Linked DNA regions of Sus scrofa: region 1 is linked to region 2. A link is a contact called in public HiChIP or PLAC-seq data. All regions are on one chromosome and are shown on one strand. Each heading gives the region's core, a stretch centred on a gene start, on an enhancer-like site or on the middle of the called end of the contact. The rest is flanking DNA. Distances are from core to core; before and after follow the strand shown. Region 1 holds the start of SMS (spermine synthase). Region 2 holds the start of MBTPS2 (membrane-bound transcription factor site-2 protease).

Evidence for each region. HiChIP or PLAC-seq counts read pairs in DNA pulled down with a chosen protein or histone mark.
Region 1: an H3K27ac HiChIP or PLAC-seq map of alveolar macrophages shows a contact between it and region 2. The contact joins the promoter of SMS here to the promoter of MBTPS2 in region 2. A contact is called at or near these places in 1 of 5 promoter capture datasets (liver), 4 of 47 Hi-C or Micro-C datasets (embryonic fibroblasts, epiblast stem cells, heart right ventricle and 1 more) and 1 of 2 datasets of contacts at active chromatin or transcription factors (alveolar macrophages).

The regions. Positions count from the first base shown.
Region 1 is chrX:18,116,927-18,119,626 of Sscrofa11.1, reverse strand. It overlaps SMS (spermine synthase), which reads right to left and starts at 1,295. Exons shown (of 11, transcript XM_021079653.1): 1 at 1,001-1,295. The coding sequence starts at 1,049.
Region 2 is chrX:18,012,050-18,014,846 of Sscrofa11.1, reverse strand. MBTPS2 (membrane-bound transcription factor site-2 protease) reads right to left here and starts at 1,487. Exons shown (of 11, transcript XM_021079698.1): 1 at 740-1,487. The coding sequence starts at 814.

The DNA.
Region 1 (2,700 bases), core at 46-2,545, 100 kb before region 2:
AAAAAAAACAGGCGCGGGGGCGGAGGGGGGGAACAGAACAGAAAGTGTGAAAGTCATGTTTTTCAACGCTAACAGAAAAGGTGGCTCCAGCCAACTGGAGGAAAGACAGTGAAAGAACCAGACCTGGAAGAAACGCTCCAAGTGGGACGTACGGGAAGCGCAGATTCCAGTCTGCGGCACTCACAGGTTTAAAAGCCACCAGCAAGAGAGACCAACAGTCCCACCCCTCCCCCCGCCCCGTGTTAGACGGTGTTAAACGGACCCAGAAAAAAAAAAAAAAAAAAAACGTGCAAAATACCCTCCTCTCCGCAATTCCTGCAGTCAGTCCGCACTTTCCCAGCCCTCCGTTCGGGTCGGCTCGCAGTCTTCCGAGCCTCTCCGATTCGGAGACTCACAATTCCCGCGCTCGGACCTCACCCCCCCACCCCCAATAATAATATAGTCACCGTTTCCTTTTCCCGTGCCCCCTTCCTTTCCGGGGGTCAGTCTCCTACGCAGTAGGCTAAGAATCCTGCGAGCGCGGCGCGGTCCTGCCCCAGCCCCGGCTCCCACGAGGGAAGCCCCCGCCCCCGCGGGAATTTGCCCGCCTCGGGGAACTGGACAAGGTCCGGCCGGCCGACCCCGCGCACGCCCCTCGCCCCAGTGGGCGCTGCGACCACGAGGAGTCCTCCTCCCCGTGTGTGTCGGGGGGAGGCGTGAGGAGACACCGGCGGCAGCCGCCGAGCCCGCGTGGGGCGCGGGTGGGCGACCCGGGGCCCGGAGGGCTGCTCGGCCCCTCCAGGCCCCGCGCTGCCGCCGGGACGGAGCGCGGCGGGAGCAGGAGTGCGGCCTCCACGCGGGCGCCGGTGCACGCGGCAGCCCGGGAGCCGCCCGCGCCGGGGCCGGGGCCGCGCGGCCGGCCGCATTGTTCGGCCCGCGGCGCGCGCCCCGCCCGGCCCCGCTGGCCCCAAGCCGCCAGGCGGCGGGAGCGACCGGGCAGGTGGCGGGCGCGCGCCCTCACCTTTGGCGCCGAGCATGAAGTCGAGCGTGCTGTGCCGTGCTGCTGCCATAGTGAGGCGAGGCCCTGTGCCATGCCTGGGGGAGGCGGCCGGGGAGACTGGGGGGCCGCGCGGCGTGTCAGGCTGCGGCCGGCGGGGAGTGCGCCGCGCCGGGGAGGCCTAGGCTAGGAGGTGGGAGGGACCGCCGGGAGCCACCCGGGGCGCGGGGGCGGGGTCGGGCCCGCCTCCGGGAGGGAGGAAGCAAGGACGCCCGCAGCCCCGAACTCCGAGCGTCGGGTGTGAGGCCGCGCTAAGGCAATGGTGGAAACGTGGGCGCCGTGCTCCCCGGCGTGCGTCACCAATGGCCGCGCCCCGCGCAGAGGATCGGGCGGGCGCTCCCGCCATCCGTTAGGTCACCTTAGGTTTAAACCGCGCAGCACGACTTCCGGGGGGCCCACCCCCTGCACTTCCCCCAGGCCAGCCCCCGAGCCCAGGCCCCTCCGTTTTCCCGATCAAGCCAAGAAAATAAAATGCTGGGAGCCACCCTGGAGCCTAAAAGTACTGCCGCCTTTTTCTTAACTCTTCAAATACTACAGTTTAATCCTTTAGAATTGTCATTTCCATTATCGTGAGCCCCGGTCGGCATTGCGTTTCGGCACCTTGGGTATTCAAATACGTATGTTTTCGCGAAAAACGGGAATGGGGAAAGCGCAAGGGAGGGGAAGACCATGTTACTGCTGACTTGGGAAATCACCGTTCCTAGAGTTGCTCCTCCGTCACTGATGTCTCCATTCGTGGCAGGGAACTTCCCCCCCCCGTGGGCTTGTCTTTGACTTGAAGGTTATGACTAGGGTTCAAGAAGATGTGCAAAGGAGAGATCATGGGTGTCTGTGCACTAAAGCCTTCCCTTATTACACGACAGTACCCCTGGGCCAATGCCTCCCTCATCCCATCTGCCCTCATGCGCCTCTCTCTGCGTTCCCCAGCTCCGCAGAAATTGCCCTTAATGGCTCGAAAAAATCTAGAGCAGTGAATTCTTGACCCTCCAAAGCGCAGGAGGAACCTAAATACTCATCTTTTCCGCAAACAGTTCCCAATGGCTGTTTTGTTGAGTCCTTCCACCTTTCTACAAGAACTGGGCAATGTCTTCACGACTGTCCTTTAACAGACCATCTTCTTAAGAACTTGCTCCCCTTTGTAGCTCCCACGTTGCTTTTCTCCTGCTCCCAGCCACCTGTTTGTTGCCCTGCATGTTTTCCTTTCTTCCATGCATCCAGGGTTCTCAATTTCCATAGCTATTCTGCCATCTCAGCCTTCTGTCTTGTTCTTCAGATTGCAGCTCCTGACTGCTTCCTGGGATGTTCCTCCAGAGTCCAGTTCCTGGGAACGTGGCTGGTCCTCCTGTGCCACGTTACAAGGGCAGCAGGGCTCTACAGGTCTCCAGTGTGCCTCATCCACTTATTTTTTTAAATTGAACTTGAAGATGTTTACTGCATTCTATTTTTGGTGGAAAGAAACATCACATATGTTCATTTAGCACATACCTGTGAAATATACAACGCAGCATGTAACCTGTGCAGTAGCACCGGGCCTCATACTCAGAAGGGCCCTGCACTTGGTTTACCTCTGTGCTCGAGCTGTCTTGAAATCATTAATGAGACTTTTGAACCAGGGGCCCCGTGTTTTCATTTTGTGCTGGGCCTGCACTTTAAGTAGCCGGGCC
Region 2 (2,797 bases), core at 238-2,737:
GAATGGACCGTGCACCCAGGATGTGTGTGTCGCGGCCAGGGTTGGGATGAAGAAGGCTTAAGGGAGATTAGCGTGAAGAAACGGGGCCTAGAGTACAAATTAGAATTCGAGTATTCAAAAACTAGCTGTCTAAATCCTTGCTACTTGAGTATGCTATTTTCAAGTATGGTCTGTAGACTAGCAGCATTGATTGCACTTGGGAACTGGTTAGAAATGCGGAATCTTAGGCCCCCTGAATCAGAATGTGCATTTTAACCGGAACCCCAGATGATCGTATGCACTTTAAAATTTGAGGCCAACGATCTAAATCACAACTTGATCTAGATCCATTCTAAAACCAGAGTCTCTGGAGGGTCGTGGCCCTAAAGATAATGAAGGCAAACAATGCCTTTCCCAGGCGGACATTTTACTTTCCTCCCAGGTGCAACGCCGGGGTTTGGCAGGGCCCCGGCCCTCCCTAGCCCACTACCGGCACCTCCCGGGCAGGACCTTAAGGATGTGGGGCCTGCAGCGAGCCGCAATGCGACTGCGGCGGCTGCGCAGGCCGCCACACCCCTCCCAGGACCAGCCGTGCTTTATTTACAACACCGGACCGGGCGCCAAGCGGAAAGCTGCACGTGGGCACCGGCCGCACGCCTTCCAGCCCGGGAGGCACAAGGCAGGGGAAGAGAAAAGGCCTCGGGCCTTGCGCTCCCGCCCTGGGCACCGCGGGCTTGGGCCTTAGGCCCGAGGCCCTCACCTTCAGCACCAAGTCGGTCAGGTAGACGGCAGTCCAGCCGCCCACCACCACCACCACCAGCGATACCGGAATCATGGCAGCGGCGGAGGCAGCGGAGGGAAGGCGAGCGCCGGCGTCCTCCCTGCGAGCGGAAACCAGCCGACCGCGCGGCGCTTACAGCCCCAGCATCTGCGCAGGAACCAAGCTGCCACCGGCTCCTTTCTCGTGGTGGCGTCGTTCCCTTCCGGATCCTTCCGGTGGACACACAGACGGCAGCGGACGCACCGGAAAGGGCGCGGGGGCTTATTTTCGCGTAACACTCACACGCCGAAGTCTAGGCATCAGATCAACCGTAGCTGCCAGCCTGCTGGTGATTTCTTAGGTTTTGGCCCACCCTGCTGTCCACTCTCCGTTCTCTCCGTTTCTGGCCTGGGGTTTGCGGTTCCTTTTAATCTAGTGAGGGTTTGGGGTCATCTGAAGTAGTCATCGTCCCCGCCCCTCAGACCCTGTCATAGGTATCCAGATTTAAGTTAATTATGTTTGTTCGTTCTTTTTAAATTGAAGTGTAATTTACATGTAGCGAAAACATAATACAGATCTCACCTATTTCGATGAGCTTTGGTAACTATATATTTATGCACCTTAATCAAAATAGAGAACATTCCCATCCCAGGAATTTTCTTTGCATCCCTTCCCAGTTAACCCCTGTCTCGCGACCCCAGACCCCCATTCTAATTTTTTAAAATTTTGTGTAAATTAAATCGTGCAGTAAGTACTCAGCAAGTACTCTTTTGTGTCCGACATGTTTCGTTCAACATGATATTTTTGAGTTTTAAATTAGGTTATTTTATCAACCTCTTCCATTATAACATTTTGAGGTTGGTGTTACCGTAAAAAGGAAAAGTTCTAAGTATTTTTATGTTGACATGTACCTGATTATATTGACCTGGAGCAGTGGTTCTGAACCTTGGCTGTAAAGTTAGGATCACCAGGGGGCTTTAAAAATTCCTAAAGCCAGTTCTGTAGCTTTGACCAATTGAATCAAAATCTCAACAGGACCCCAAGCATAAGTATTTTTTAAACTCAAGTCATTCCATTGTGCAGCCAATATTGAGAAAAACTGAACTAGATGATCTCTAATGAGAAGGAAAACTAATATATATGGAGGGTTTTTTTAATACTCTTAATGCCCAAGTCTTTAAAAGTTATTTGTTTTAACTTTTCTGGAAAAGCATCATTAGCAATAGTAATACTAATATCTTAAGAAGTATCACCAATAAATATGCACCCTCAACCTCCTCCAAAATAAAAATATAGTATAATACAAGAAAACTATATTACAGATACTGTTACTAATTTGCCTCATTCTCCCATACTTTTCCTCAAGTTTTTAATAACTTAGCACCATTACCTCTCCAGCTTCAAGAAATTTTGACTCAGTTTTACATCTTCTTGCATACATGTGTGTATGTATGTTATAGAATGTTTTGGTTTATTTTGGACATAACTGGGTATAATTATAAAAGGTTATATTCCAGCACCCTGTGACTCCACAGTTTTCTGTGTACAGGTGTCCCAAAAGTCTCAGTTCAGTTTTAGGTTATGATAATTTCAGAAGTATAAACACCACAAACTTGTAAAAAGCATCACTTGAAAGTTTATTTAAATTTCTTTCACACTTATTTAATTTGGTGATTTTTTTTTTGGCTATGCCCATGGTATGTGGAAGTTCCCAGGCTAGGGATCAAACCCGAACCACAGCAGTGACCTGAGCCACCGCAGTGACAAAACTAGATCCTTAACTTGCTGTGCTGCAAAGGAACTGTGTAATTTGGTAAGCTGCTGAATGATTTTAAAATTCAAATTTTTCAGTCCCCCTAACTGAAAATAGAAAATATTGACTGAAACTTAAAATTGAAATACATTTATTGTTCAAAAATTCCCAAGACCAAAGGAGAATGAAAGAAATTTAAATAATTTTATTTTTCAAGTGATGCTTTGTGTAAATTCACAGTTTGTACTTCTGAAGCAATTAAAGTTTAAAACTGTACTAAGACAATCGGTCCACTATTGTATTTG